Linked DNA regions of Mus musculus: region 2 is linked to region 1. Evidence: chromatin contacts called from public HiCAR-type data. All regions are on one chromosome and are shown on one strand. Each heading gives the region's core, a stretch centred on a gene start, on an enhancer-like site or on the middle of the called end of the contact. The rest is flanking DNA. Distances are from core to core; before and after follow the strand shown. Region 1 overlaps Armc2 (armadillo repeat containing 2). Region 2 holds the start of Ostm1 (osteopetrosis associated transmembrane protein 1).

Region 1 (7,840 bases), core at 2,939-5,438:
GCCTCCTGAGCCCCTTGCCTGGTACCACAAAAACGTATATGAAATATTGAAAAATCATAGGAGCAATGAAGAGATTCTACACACACAATCATCTTTAAATTCACTTATGTTTTTCACAACTTTTGATTTATTCATTGTGTCTTCTTGGCAATTGCGCATACACATACCCCCGCACAGATATACACACATACAAATAATTAAAAATAAGTCTTTTAAAAATCCAGTGAACTCTTCTCCCTTGTCTGTATAAGCTGAAGAGAAGTCAGTGTATAACGCACAATAGCATGTGTTTAAAAAATCTATTTGAACTCAGCGGTGTCTGAAATTAATCTCCAAGCCTCCAAATACGAACCTTTCCCCACACAGGGCCGATAACTCCTGAGAGAATCAGGGAAGCTGTACAATTATCACCTTCCTCCCAATGCTCAGGACCCACCGCTGCTTTTCAGGAATGTCTACTGGCTATTGCGAGTCTAAGCTTGCCTTTTATCAAACCTTCTTACTGCCAATGGAGGCCTGGCAGGCTGAACCTGGGGACACTCAGGAGCACCAAATGCAAACAGGGAAGTCTCAACAACTAAACTGTGTTTAAATGGTAAGGATACAATGTAGGCAAAACAGCAAGACCGGCTAATCTGTGCAGACCTATCAGCAAGACTTCATCATAAAACAAAATTGAATTGTCTTTAGCACAGAATTAGTCTTGAGTGCAGGCCCAGAGTTCCTTTTCCAAACTTTTGGGCCAGGTGTGGTGCAGGCTTCAGAAATGCCTGGATCTCAGAATGAAAGCAGTGTTCACAACAGGGACTTCGGAGCACCACCCTCCAGCGTAACACGTGAACGCTCACACTAGAGGGGCCAACACTACAGCTCTGGTCGGATCTGCCATTGCCACTAGAGCTATTTCAACGTTTGGGATGTTGAGGTTTTCAGAATGGCAGACAAAAGACTGTAGACCATCATCTCTGCTTTTTGGATTTTTGAGTGTGCTTGAACTGGATAAAACATGCACATGGGGCTGGAGAGATGGCTCAGCGGTTAAGAGCCCTGACTGCTCTTCCAGAGGTCCTGAGTTCAGTTCCCAGCAACCACATGGTGGCTCACAAGCATCTGCTATGGGATCCGATGCCCTCTTCTGGTGTGTCTGAAGAGAGCAACCATGTACTCACATTAAACAAACAAAACAAACAAGCATGTAATTCTAAAAGTAAATACAAATAGCCACGCAGTATAAGAAGACCGCCGCTCATAGTCCTAGGTAATTAATCCACTTAGAGGCCAAAGGATATGAACAGACTCAGTATTGAAGAAGGCAAACAAAAAGCCAGAAGTTGTTAAGTCAACAACAGTCAATTTCCTTGACATATATAGGAAACACTTAAATTTGCTAGAAAGCAGGTTGGGGAGATGGCTCGGTGGGTAAGGCACCTGCTGCTGCAAGCTTCAGGACCCAGGCTTGGATCCCCAGCACATATAAAAGAAGCCAGGCATGGTGCTGTAACCCCAGAGCAGAGGAGCAGAAACAGGCAGATCCTGCGAGCTCACTGACCAGCTCAGTGTGGCCAGAATGTGGCTCCATGTCCAACGAGAGACCATCTCAAAAAATATGGTAAAGGGTTCGAGAAAAAGACTCTGACATTGAGCTGTGGCATCATCTATTGGAGTAGGAACCTGCTCTAACACATCAAAACCCCAAATTACTAGAAATTCAGGCTTTAAATCCATGTGGTCTTAAAAAAAAAACAAAAAACCAAAACGAAACCCCTACACAGTGTGCTTTTCAATGTAAAGCTGAGCGATCAACTAGTTCCCCAGGAAGAGTGAAATCAGTCAACATGCTCCCCCCAGGAAGAAATGATTATCAAGATGAGTCAGAAATCACCCAAGTTTAGTTACCTCCAGACCCTTCTGAGACTTCTCAGACTCATTTTGAGAAGTTAGCTAAACACTGTGGTATAAGAATTTCTTCTCGGTCGTCTCCCAGGAATCCCCACTAATGTGGTTGTGTCTTGCTATGGCCTTGCTTCTGTATCCCCATGTGGTCCTCACTGCCCCCATCACCTCCATTCCATACCCTATCCCCAGTGAATTCTAGAAACTGAAGCATGTCTACAAACACACAGTGTGGCCCAGTCTTGGGGAACAACTTCAAATTTTAAAAAGGACTTTCATCTAGGTTCACTGCTTGCTAAATATAAAAATAATGATTCAACAGGAAAATTGGGTAAGTCAGGCAAGAAATACTGCCTGTTTTTGAAGATTCTGCTGTCTCCGTGGTTATAGCTGTTAACCACAGCTTTCAGCTTTGGACCCAACAGCTTGATACATTGTTAGCATTGGCTGGTGTTTTTAGCATGCAAACGTAAACCCCTTAGCAACAATGTTGTCTAGGGAATTGGAAGGCTTAGATTCTCCTGAGTTCTAGATACATTGCAGGTGACCACTAACTGTCTCCTTACTGGTGAGGGGCTAGTTTGAAGATAACATCTTTTACACGGTGCTAGATTGATATCATTTATCATCATTTTTTATTTTTGTTGAGACAAGGTCTTACTGTAGCTCAGAATGGCCTGCAATTCATAACCCTGTCTCTGTTTCCAAAATGTTCAGATTATAGATGTGTACTCATAGAGCCCGACATAAACTTTTGTGTGAAATGAAAAAAAAAAACTATGAAGAATATAACAGACACTGTCCTACCCTGAATAGTTTGGTTCAATGCTAATAATGTGCTACGTTTGTATCTTTTTATTTTAAAGACAACAACAACAACAAAAACCTTGAAGGCTTAAAACCTTCTTATGCCTGCCTTATCTAGATCCTTCCCCATGGGGGGGGGGGTCACCAGCCTTTGAAATGGGGGTGACAGCATGTTTGTTTTTCTAGGTGTGACACAGAGCTCCCTAACTCTTGTTTCCACAACTTAAGGTTTCACCTGCTGCTTGTGTTGTACAGTCAATGTTACAATGTTACAGTGTTACAATGTTACAGTGTTACAATGTTACAGTGGTATAGTGTAACAAATGTTCCCTGGCTCATTTTTCTCACTGCCTGACTTTGCACCATTTCTAACCATTGGTCTGTATTATTTCATATTTCCTCAGGCAGAATAAAGTCCCTAAAGGGCTTTCATAATATAGTTTCATTTAATGTAACAGACAGCTGTCCTACCCTGACTAGTTTGGTCCAATGTTAACAATGTGCCACATTTGTATCTTTTTCTTTATTTTAAAGACAAAAACAAAAAACAAAAAATCTTGAAGAATTAAAACCTTCTTCATTTAAGTGGGCAATGCTTTTGAACTTAAGTTTAGATTTACACTGATATTAAATCTGCACACAAACCCTCCAGATACCTTCAAGCTATAATTTCTGTGAGTTTCTGTCTACATTGAAGGCAGCAGACCTGGATACTGGTTTAAGACGGCAGTGAAAAATGAAAACTTAGAAAACAAATGGTTTCTGAGCAAGTTGGATCCAGTTCCTGAAGTTGTCGAACAGAGTTACTAAGGGCTCGGTGTGGCACTCTAGACTCTCCTTGACTTCCACCTAACATTTGTCTTTGAAAAACAAGTCACACTGTTTAACAGCACAAAGATCTTGAGAATGAAGGATGCTGAAGGCGGAGAGGCACACTCACCTGCTCTGGATGCTGAAGGCGGAGAGGCACACTCACCTGCTCTGGATGCTGAAGGAGGAGAGGCACTCTCACCTGCTCTGGATGCTGAAGGAGGAGAGGCACTCTCATCTGCTATGATGCTGAGGGCAGAGAGGCACACTCACCTGCCCTGGTTTCCTTCCTGCTCAGGTCTGAGCTGCTAGGGCACGAGGAGGCCCTGGCACGCCGTTTCCCAGGGTCCCTAGGAGGAAGAGCAATGGATGAGACACAGAAGTATTTTCATTTTTATAAACTGCAATTTGTTCATGTCAGGCTTGGAAGAAACTACAGAGACTAGTTTAAGAGATGGGTTTGGTGCCCATTTGTCTGCTGTCACCTGCCTTTGCCTCCTAAGATTTATCTGTGAGAACACAAGTCTGCTGGCTTAACAGTATGAAATATAACACTGGAAAGAACCAAAAATAAAAAATAAATTTAAAAATCCAAAATTGACTGGGGGGTGAGGTAGTAGTGGTAGTGGTGGTTGTTGTTAATGATATGGACCACAAGAGGCCGCTGTTACAACAAGAAACAGAGGAAGAAAACCAGCCAAGGGAAAGCCAGCTTGCTCTGTCCAAGGTCACATGAGCAGGGTCAGCTCTGGAATGCGGAGCTCGGGATTTTTCAACCCACTGTTCTTTCCACTGCACCACAGCACGTCCCATTCCCACTTTAAAACTCAAGTCAATTAATAGTCTCTAAAAATACTCTTAGAAATATTTTAAATGTTAAAAATAAAAAAGTAGACAGTGTATTTGGGCAGTCCTCAGATGAGAAGCGTACGAGTAGCCTGGCTAGCTATGGAGGCACTTGACTCTGCTGCCTGGCTTCCCCACTTACAGCTGACCTGAAGGTATTGCCTTTTAAAGATCTGTATAAATTCCCAAGGTCACTCAGGCTAAAATGGCAAGTCTGACACAATTTCTTTTTGATAATTCCACACACTGATTTTAATAATATTAACAACAATAATCTAAATAATAATAAATATATAAGTTATTATCATTTTGTTTTTGTTTTTGTTTTGTTTTTCAGACAGGGTTTCTATGTGTGGCCCTGCCTGTCCTGGAACTCACTCTGGAGGCCAGGCTGGCAGCAGACTCACAGAGATCCTCCTGCCTCTTCTCCTGAGTGCTTGCCCTTGGTCTTTACTCCACCACCACCCCCCTGCCCCAGATTTAGCCTCTTCACATAACTTTTAGTATTTTTTTTCCCTGTCAACATGTTTTTGGTTTTGTTTTTAAAGTCCAGATGTTTCTCTTTGTCATAAAATAGGGAAACTTGGTAGGACCAATTAAAACAAAAAGGCTCTAATTTTCTGAAACAACTGAATTTTTGCAGCAAGATGTTCCTAGCCAATAAAACAGAGAACATGAAGACAAATTCCCTCAAAGACAGAACAAAAGGACTCAATCCATGGAAAGATTGTCGAAGCAAGACTTCATGAGTTACACGAGAGCAGGGCAGTGGTGGCACACGCCTTTACTCCCAGCACTCAGGATGCAGAGGCAGGAGGATCTTTGAGTCCGAGGCCAGCCTGGTCTGCAAAGTGAGTTCCAGGACAGCCAGGGCTACACAGAGAAGCCCTGTCTTGAAAAACCCAAACCAAAACAACAACAACAAAAAGTTACATGAGACCCTATTTGAACAAAACCAACCCTACACCCTGCCCCCTCCCCCAGCGGATTCACACAGTTAATGGTTGATGGGAGAGGGGGAGAAATTGTCTTCTGTGATGTAGCAATGGGTAAGGCATCCAGACTCCTATAAACAAACCTTCATCCACACTTCTAGCCAACCCTAATGGAACTCACTGGGACACACACACACACACACACACACACACACACTCATGCACACTTACACGCACGTGCACACTCACATATGCTCAACAAGAGTGGGAGGGGGGACGAGAGAGGGTAATGGAGGTGAAACGAAAAAAAAATCCATCAGATACGGGCATGACAATTGTCATGGAACCCATTATTATCTGTAACTAATAGATGCAAATAACAGGGCTGTTGAGGTGGCTCAAGGTGAAACGGTGCTTGCCCTGCAAGCCTGGTGACCTAGGTTTGATTCCCAGAATGCACATAAAAGTGGAAGGGGAGAACCAACTGCACAAAGTTGTCCTCTGCCCACTAGATACTGTGGCAGGAGTACACATCTATCAGAACACACAAAATCCTAAAATTAAAACAAACAAACAAACAAACAAAACTTCAATGGGGTGGAAAGCAAGGAAGTTCCTATATTTTTAATTTCTAGATATAACCTGACATTTTTAAGATCAAGAGTTTCATTTCTGTGTGTGTACGCGTGTGTGCATACGTGCATACATGTGTGTGTACACACGTGCATACATGTGTGTGTGCACACATGCACATGCATATATGTGTGTGTGTCCCTTTAATAAACACTGAAATCTAACAAGACAGTTTTCAGCTCACAGACCCACCCCTGCCCCCACCCAGTGCCTGTCCACTCTCCCTGAGACATGGCCAGGGGTAAGGCTGCCTCCATGACACCTCATCTGTGCCACCTCCCTTCTAGAAAAGAATGAAAAGGACAATCGGTATGCACAGGCTTGGCAGTGTTGCTCCCCGAGGCTGCCAAGAAAAGATGGACTTGGGACCCACTGCCATCGTACACAGTCATCATGGTTTGGGGGACACTGAGTTCATATCCTAGGTCAACACTCACAGCCTGTGACCTCGGGAAGACTACCAGGCTTTGGTTTCCCCTCCTAAATCTACTGCAATGCTTCGGTTTCGGGTGTCAGCCAGCTCACTGAGGGGACTTGGCGAGTTGTCAGCACTAGTTCATTTCTTTTGAGCCCATAAGCACCTAGGGGAGCAAGCAGAGGTGGATATGGGCCCAGAAGATGTTTTTTCCAGTGAGGATAAAAATCTACCTTAACGGAAAAGTGCAAAAGACTTTGAGAGTATGCTGAGGAGAAAGGACCGCACAGCGGGAAGGATGGACTATAAGTGCCCTTTAAAGGAGTAGAAATGGAACTAGCAACTGACAAGCTGTCCCAGAAAAATGAGTGCATGAGAGTTTGATACGCAAGGAGGGGCTCGCTCGGACCTGGTGAGGTAGGTAGGAAGAGGTTCTGCTGGGAAGTCTGGGAACAGCTGTGGACCTGTGGGATTTGCTGTGGACCCTTAAGTGATAGCCAATAAGAAACGTACAGCTTCTTACTCGAGGATGTGACATGAGGCATGGGGTTTGGGGCCGCGATGACAGAGCATTCAAGAGAAAGAATGAGCGACCATGATCCCAGGATCATTGTGGGACTGGAAAAGATGTGAAAAGTTACTGCAACATGGGGCTGATTTTAGCATCTGAAGAGCAGAGTGTAGACCCGGAGGACCTGGAAAGCAGGTTCCTACCAGAGAAATGGTGAGGTTAACGGGGACAGTTTACAGGGTCAAGCAATGTAGGGTTTTGTCTGCTTGAGTTTCTGATGCCAGGTGTCGGTCGGGGCGTATCATCGACAAAGATGTAGAGATCAGAGAAGGTTTAAATTACCACCCAGGACCAGAGACACAGAAGAGGGGCTTGGACCTGGAGACCCCAGGTCTCCAGGGCGTTTGTGAACATGGACAAAGGCATCAAGCAGGAAGAAAGAAATGTATTTGTTACATGCAGGGAAAGAGGACTCAATCGAGGATGGGGTCACAAAAGCTGGGGACCGAGGAAAGAGGTGCTGTCTGCCCAAAGCATGTTGCTGTGTATCCACTGAGCCATGCTGGTGAAGCCCTGCAGGAGTGGGCAGAAAAGATGGGTACCAAGAAAAGAACAGCTCAGGAGGCGGAGGCAGGAGGATTTCTGAGCTCAAGGTGAGCTACTTTCACTGTCTCATGGAAGAGAACGGAGGGAAAATCCCGAGGATGGGAGGGAAAATCCCTCGGTCACTGTAGAGGAAGAGGAGCAGATGTGCTCCACGCAACTTGCACCACTGACTGAAACCACACAGAACACATTTTTCTCTTCCTCCTAGAAACCCTTTAAATATGTGAAGATGCCACCCTCATCTCTTCACACCTTCTCCTGTGGCTTACGCCCCCCTGACAGCTGTGTGGTTGTGGGTACATTTTATTTTAACTACAAGTAGGTTTCCTCATCTGTACAGAAGGGTGGTGAGTCACGGTGCTCCCATCACAGTGCTCCCACCTT
Region 2 (7,840 bases), core at 2,013-4,512, 700 kb after region 1:
GTTTCATCACAGCAACAGAAGCCAAACCACGACATACAACTAGGACACACAAGTGATTTCTGTCCCTGCTGACCCAGCTCCCAAGTCCCACAGAGGACTGGCCCTCCCACATCAATCATCAACCAAGAAAATGCCCCACAGGCTTGCCGAAGGGCTGATTTTACCAAGGCACTTTCTCAATTGAAGTTCACTTTTCTCAGGTGACTCTAGCTTGGGTCAAGTTGACAAGAACCAGCCTGCATGACTCCTAACTCTGAATCCTTGGCAGGCATTGCATCTGCGATTTAAATACTCTCTGGGCACCTCCACCACAACCATCCTGAGTGGCCAGTTTCAGCTGGATTCACAGCTTCTGTGTCCTTCCCAATGCTCTCCCTTCCCTGTGTCCCTGTCCCTAACCATGGCACTACCATCTGCCTGGTTATCTTAACCTATACAGGCCAAAATACCCACTGGTTCTCATTCTTCCTGGATCATAGTTCTTTAGTCAAACCTCTCTCTTTCCCACCAGACATACCTCAATGTCTTTTATACAGTTTCTGTCTTCTCCTTTAATGACACACTCTCAGTTTTATGATGTAGGGGGTGGGGAGTTACATATTGTTGCTAGAGTTCTCTACCTAAAACGCTCACTGTAACTCTGTTAACAGTTCTTGTTGCCCACAGGCTGAAGGGAAAGCATTTGAGAAAGTCCTAGGCAGGTGGTTCAGGTTTAGCTCCATCCCTGCGGTCCATCAGTGCAGCAACAGCAGTTTCAAGCAACAAGAGCGCACAGCTGCAGCCGTAAGACAAGAGTCCTTTCTTCTAGTAGCTGCTGCTACTTTCTCCTAGGATGCTGTAAGCTGCTAAGGAATCCTGCTCACCCTGTAAGACCTCAAAGATCTCTTCCTCCTGGAAGAAGTTTCTGACTCACCTCTAAGCCCAGCAGACAGCTTCTTTATAATGCCCCCTAAATACTACTGCAGCGGCTCCTGTAAGCTTGATTTAGTCCTGCTACACACATTTATTGTTCTTTCCAAACCATTTGCTTTAATTTTGTGTATGTGTCTAGGCATACCTGTGGAGGTCAGTGGACAACCTGGGAAGTCTCTTCTACTGTGTCCTTGGGGTTGATAGTAAGCATCTTTACCCGACTCAGGGGTATCTTACTCACTGTTCTATTGCTGTGAGGAGACACCACGACCAAGGCAACATATAGAAGAAAGCGTTTGACTGGGGGCTTGTTTGCAGTTTTAGAGAATTAGGCCACTGCATCATGGCAGGAAGCACACAGTAGCAGAGAGCTTTACAGCCTGATCCATAGGCAGGGAGACGGAGAGGGAGTGATAGACAATCAGACAAATATATACATACATACATACATACATACATACATACATACATACATACACACACACACACACAGACAAAGACACTGGGCCTGGCATGGGCTTTCAAAACCTCAAAGCCGACTCCCAATGACACCTCTTCCAACAAGGCCATGCCTCCTAAATCTTCTGTAAGCAGTATGTTACTAGGGAGTAGACATAGAAAGATATGAGCCTATGGTGGCATTCTCATTCAGACCAGGACATGATGATAATAACTCCAGAGTCTCAGACCTTTGAACACTTGGTCCCCCGTTGGGGCACTGTTTGCCAAGGTTTAGGAGGTACAGCCCTGATGCAGTGTCACTGGAGGTGGGCTCTGAGAATGTAAAGACTCCCACAATTCCCATTCATTCTCAGCTTGTGCTCAGTGTTTAAGATGTGAGTTCTCAGTATCCTGCTCCAGCCTGTTGCTGCCTCCCCTGCCGCTGTGGATGCTAGCCCCCTGGAACCATGAACACAACACCTGCTGAACCATCTTGCTGGATGGCCCTACAATGGTTTTTTTCCTATCCTATTCTTTTTTTTCTTTCTTTCTCTTTTTAATTAATTAATTAATTATTTTACACTCCATATTTTATTACCCCCCCCAACTCTCCGACTGATCCACATCCCGTACCTCCTCCCCATACCTCTGTCTCTACATGGATGTCCCCACCCCTCACATCCTACTCTTGAGCACATTATATCCTGGCCTCTTGCTTTATTCCAGTGTCTACTGCAATGACTTATTAATAGGCTTTCTTTTGATTTGTTATTATGGTTCTCTCTCTCTCTCTCTCTCTCTCTCTCTCTCTCTCATGTCTCTGGGTTGACAGAATGCTTGCTTGCTTAGCACACACCAGGCCCTGGGTTTGGTCTCCAGCACCACAAACACCTGGCAATGGGGGTACATGGTGGCACTTTCAGCAGGGAGGCAGGAAGATCAGAATTTCAAGGCCATTCTCTGGTATAGCGCAAACATGTTTCTTAGTGTGTTAGAGAACTAGCCTGAGTTACATGAGGCTTGTCTCCAAGAAGAAAAATACCTATATGTATTAATATTATATAATGTATACATATTTATTATCATAACATATATTATACATTACATAATATACAATATAACATATTACAACATATCATAAAATGCTACGTGTCACATATTACATGTTATATATTAATATTACATATTATGTTACAATATGTTATGTAATATATGGTATAATAATCGTATAATATAGAATATATAATAATAACATAGTGGGGTATGCTCAAGTGTATGTATTAGGTAGGATTTCTATTGCGCTAAAACACTACACCCAGATCCGAGCCGTACACAGGTGTCACTAGTCAGATAGTTATATTTAAATTAAGTGACATTGGACAATTAGTTCTATCATCGTAGTAGCTACAATTCAAGGGTTCAGCTGCTACATGTGGGTAGTGGCTTCCCTATTAACTAAGACGTGGACTATATTCATCACCCCAGGAAGTTCTGTTCGGGGTAGATAGTTGAGAATTAAAATCAATCAATCAAGCCTTTTGAAGCCACAAGTTCCAAAACCAGAACTGCCAACGGATGTTATCCACTCTCCAGAGGAGATGAAGAAATTTTACTAATCCAGAGCCAATGAAAATGAACACCTGCCCAAACCATCAGTCTACTGGGTTTTTCTGGGAGCTCACTCGGCAGTCATCTCCCTGGAGTTCCAGCAACCAGAACAAACTCCACAGGCTCATGGAAGGCGGGGAACTGCAGGGTGCAGAGCGTGCAAGACGGAGGCCTGGGATGCACTGGGGTTGCAGCAGCTCTACAGACCTCCAAGCGGGGCGCGCTCACACCCGCGCGCCTCCGGAGGCAGGTGGGCGGGGCCGTGACGCACTCACCTCGTGACTCCACTCAGGGCCTGCGCCGGCCGAAGCCGGAAGCGGCTGCTGTCGGAAGCACCGGGCGAGCTATCTGTTACAGTCCGGCCCGGGGATGGCTCGGGACGCGGAGCTGGCGCGCAGTAGCGGGTGGCCGTGGCGGTGGCTGCCGGCGCTGCTGCTGCTGCAGCTGCTGCGGTGGAGGTGCGCCCTGTGCGCGCTCCCCTTCACCAGCAGTCGGCACCCAGGCTTTGCGGACCTGCTGTCGGAGCAGCAGCTGTTGGAGGTGCAGGACTTGACCCTGTCTTTGCTGCAGGGCGGAGGTCTAGGGCCGCTGTCACTGCTACCTCCGGACCTGCCGGATCTGGAGCCTGAGTGCCGGGAGCTGCTGATGGACTTCGCCAATAGCAGCGCCGAGCTGACCGCCTGTATGGTGCGCAGCGCTCGGCCCGTGCGCCTCTGCCAGACCTGCTACCCGCTCTTCCAACAGGTCGCAATCAAGATGGACAACATCAGCCGAAACATCGGGGTGGGTAGAGGAGCAGCCTCGGCACCTGGGGGGGGGGGGGGTTGGGAAAGTAAGGAAACGGCATTGGACGGTCTGTGGAGTTAGGGTATCAGAAACAAGCGGGTGACTTTAGGGGCTTATGGCTTGGAATGCTGTCCCCCTGGATGCTGTAAGCCGGCATCTTCTTGGGACAGGTTTGCTGGAACATTGCAGCGAACATACCCAGAGCCACCAGTTTCTATCAGTGTGACCTTTATTATTTTTCAAAGTATTGAGTTCGGTTCCATCCTGTTTATCAGCTTGTTCTCTGGCAAGTTAGTGACATTCTCTGCTTGTTTTCTCATCCGGAAAGTGGGGACAAAGAGAGGCCACACAAAGCGACATACAGTAATAGTTCGTGGTCGGTGAGTTGCCATTTTAGGATAGTCTGCCTTCTCTGTAACTCGAGAGCTTTCCTGGTCACTTGGAAGGTAATGTGAAGGACTTAATGAAGGCAAACCAAAAGAGGAAGACACAGTCTTTGCCTCTAAGAACTGTATAAATTAGGAAAGGATTACGGTGTCGGCCACCGTGAGAGTCACAGGGTTGCCTGGTAAAGGAAAAATAAGGAGGACACAGGGATTGGGGGTGGAAATGGTTCTTGCGTCCTGAGGGGCCAAGTAGTCTCATGAAAAATGTGGCTTCAGTTGCTTTAGAGGTCGTAATTGACTAAACTAAATAGAAATGTCAATAGGTGTATCTTGTTTTTAATCTAGCCTAATGTTACTAAGCAGATTTTTTTTTTTTTTGTAAATGGGGACATTCATTTGCATTAAGTAAAGTCCAGAGTCACTCTTTGTGGAAAGATTTGGCTTTCAAGGCAGTTTAAATAGGAGTGCATGCAGTATTTTTCAGATTCGCTCCTTTCTCTATGACTTTAATATGCAGCGTTGTATTTGATTTTGAGCAGTTACATTAAATAAGCTGTTTTTAGGGAGTCTTTTCATTCTATTTTAATTTAATTAATGTATTTATTTGTGATGAAGTTTCTTGTCGCCCTGACTGGCCTTGAACTCACCGAGTAGCAGAGGATCACTTGACCCCTCCTGCTTTCCCCTCCCAGGTGCCTAGATTACGGACGTGTCACTATGGTCTGGTTTTATGCAGCTGTGAATAGAACCCATGACTTGTCCACGCTAGACAAGCTGTGTACTAACAGAGCCCCAACCCTGTCTTTAAAGTAGTCTACCAAGTAACAGGCTGGCATCTCCTCACAGTAACAGTTTGTCCACTCTACATCTCCTTTTCTCCAAGTTCCTGCTTCACATCTCCGTTGTACCCTCCCACCTTCTGTAACTCCTCCCCCTTCCTTGTACCCTCCCACCTCTGTAACCTCCCCTTCCCCTCCCTCTCCGTTGTACCCCCAACTATCCATAACTCCTCCCTCTCCGTTGTACCTTCCGCACTATGACCCCCCTCTCCGTTTTACCCTCCCACCATCTGTAGCTCCTCCCTTTCCCTTGTACTATCTGTAACCCTTCCCCCTCCCTTGTATCCTCCCACCATCTATAACCCATCCCCCTCCCTCTCCGTTGTGCCCTCCCACCATTTGTAAGCCCTCCTTTTCAGTGTGACCCTTCCACTTTCATATCTCATGTGGTCTGTTACCCTCCCCCCTCCCTTCAGCTTCTTTTTGTTCCCTGTCTTATGGTCTCCTTCCTGATTTCCTGGCCTCTACTCAACACTCACTCCATGTTAATACACATATATAAGCATGAAAGGCTAGGATATGCATAGGATAGAACATGTAGCATTTGTCTTCCTGTGCCTAGATCATTTCACTTAATACCTGATTTTTTCAGTTTCATCAATTTTCCTGCAAATTTTATAATTTCCAGCTGCCTTTTCTTTAAAAAAAAAGAAAAAAACTTAAGTAACAAGGCCTCTTGTGGGCACAATGCCCATGAATGATGATGTTAACCTTGGGTCTTTGAGGCTATAGATGTTTTCCTTGTGTATGTAGATGCTGTGGAATTATGAGGCTTTAAAAAACATGATCCCAGTGGGCTAGAGTGATGGTTCAGGGGTTAAGAGCACTTGCTGCTCCTGCAGAGGATGCTGGTTCGATTCCCCGGTGGTATAGGTGGATGTGATTCATGCACCTGTAACCTGGTGGCATGGGTGGGTGACTGCATGTACCTAATACCTGGTGGCATAGGTGGGTGACTGCATGCACCTATAACCTGGTGGCATAGGTGGGTGTGACTGCATGCACCTGTAACCTGGTGGCATAGAAAGTAAAGGCAGGAATCTTGCTGGGGCTGCTGGCTACCATTCCACCTGCCTAAGACAAGTTCCAGGCTTAGTGAGAGACCCTAACTCAGGGAATAAGGCATAATAAGAGTTCTGCAGTGACTTCTGTGCCAGGGTAGGGGAGTACCGGGGGGGGGGGGGCTCCCCTTTTTCAGAGAAGAAGGGGATGAGGGGGAATAGGCTGTGAGGGGGCAGGAGGAGGGGAAATTTGGTCAAGATGTAAAGTGAATAAATAAAAGGAACAAAAGGAACGAAAGAGAAAAGTACGTACTTGGGGCTTAGTAGGTAAGGGCAATGTCAGGGGCCCACACAGTGGCTGGAGAAAACCGACTCTGTGAGCTGTCCTCTGGCCTGCACGCGCGCGCGCGCGCACATACACACACACACACACACACACACACACACACACACACACACACAATGTTTAAGAACACAAACGTAGCAGACAAAAGCAAGAGCTCTCTTAGACGCATCTTGTTAGTGAGCTATACACAGATGATGAGTCTCTCCAGATGAATCGTGTGATATTCTCATTGCTCTACACAGCTGGTCAGTTCTCTTCCTGCTGTTCCCACCGGGTCTCTTTCAGCCCACGGTGTCACTCAGTGTCACTCTCAGCCTGTGTTTGCAGGCACATCCCTGCTGCAGTGTGGATGGCTTCTCTGACACGTCCCAATCCTCAGACGCCAGCATTCTGGTAACATGAGTTAAGCATGCTTGCAACAGGAGTTAAGTAGCTTTGAAATCAGGAAGGGCCCAGGCCCAGTGCTCTGCTTGAGGCAACAGGGATAAGAAACAGATGAAGTTCGGGAGGTTAGGATCGCAGGTTTATTATTTGCATAGCATGCGTTTCTTTCATGATTAAATGGTCTTTGGAAGACACGGTTTTCTATTTGAGTACGCACTCTTGGGTCTCTGTGGATGGATTACTGGGCTCTCTTGCAGAGTGCTAACCTTTGGACCAAACATTCCCCGCAAGATGAAGCCAAAGGCCTGGGAGCGTTTACACACAGATTAAAAGTACTAGCTAAAGAGTGCATCCGCTATACAAAAGCTTAGACAGAGGAAGAGAAGCAAGAGTGAAGATAAAATTTGTCATGGTCTGTCATCTAGAAATACCATTGCTACATTTTGTTGCCCACATTCTGGAACTTTCCCTGTGCATGCAAAGTGAGAGATTGCAACACATTCACAAGTCGGAATTAAGAAGCTGAATTTAACCAGAGAAACAAATATTCAAGAAGCAAAGATGGGGCTGGAGAGGAGGCTCAGCTGTTAAGCAGAGAGTTTCTTCCTTCGCCCATGAACCCTGCAACAATAAATGTTAAATGGAAATTGTTTTCCTGCTGTTTTTATTATTACTGTTGTTACCATCACATCATATCAGACAAAATCTCTAATAGTTTTTAATAAATAAGTCAACTGCTTTATGGCTTCTGTGGAAAGTCTAAACACTCAGATTATCTCTTCCTTTTGTTGCTGCTATTGCAGAATACCTCCGAGGGCCCGCGCTGTGGCGGAAGTCTCCTGACGGCAGACAGAATGCAGATAGTTCTCATGGTCTCTGAGTTTTTCAACAGCACGTGGCAGGAGGCGAACTGCGCAAGTGAGTCTCCATCTGTGCGTCGGCTCAGTTGATGCCGTGGTTGGTTCAGTAGCAGATGTCCAGATCTGATTTAGGTGAACTTTAAAATGGCTGAAACCAGGTAGTACATTTGAGCTGTCACTTCGTCATGGTGTATTAGTCATTGTCACCTGGGTGAGTCCTGCCAGCCAGAAATGTGTAGCAGGTTACAGAGCTCTGAGGTCAGACAGGCATTTGCTC

What was found. HiCAR-type assays count read pairs that join an accessible place to other places.
Region 2: a contact with region 1 is called in a HiCAR-type map of kidney, with 5 times the contacts expected there. The contact joins the promoter of Ostm1 here to the enhancer-like site in region 1. A contact is called at or near these places in 2 of 484 Hi-C or Micro-C datasets (adipose-derived mesenchymal stem cells and pre-B cells), 2 of 115 datasets of contacts at active chromatin or transcription factors (kidney and large pre-B cells) and 2 of 9 other capture datasets (embryonic stem cells and liver).

Annotation. Positions count from the first base shown.
Region 1 is chr10:41,976,738-41,984,577 of GRCm38.p6, forward strand. It overlaps Armc2 (armadillo repeat containing 2), which reads right to left. Exons shown (of 18, transcript NM_001034858.3): 6 at 3,784-3,860. Among named protein-coding and RNA genes, the nearest start is that of Gm33058, 22 kb to the left of the region's middle. Within about 2 kb of position 4,189, at least 66 of the 459 cell types and tissues checked have an H3K27ac peak or open chromatin away from gene starts, as enhancers often do. A contact at or near this core is called in kidney and pre-B cells, where this site is marked.
Region 2 is chr10:42,675,654-42,683,493 of GRCm38.p6, forward strand. Ostm1 (osteopetrosis associated transmembrane protein 1) reads left to right here and starts at 3,263. Exons shown (of 6, transcript NM_172416.3): 1 at 3,263-3,744; 2 at 7,507-7,621. The coding sequence starts at 3,331.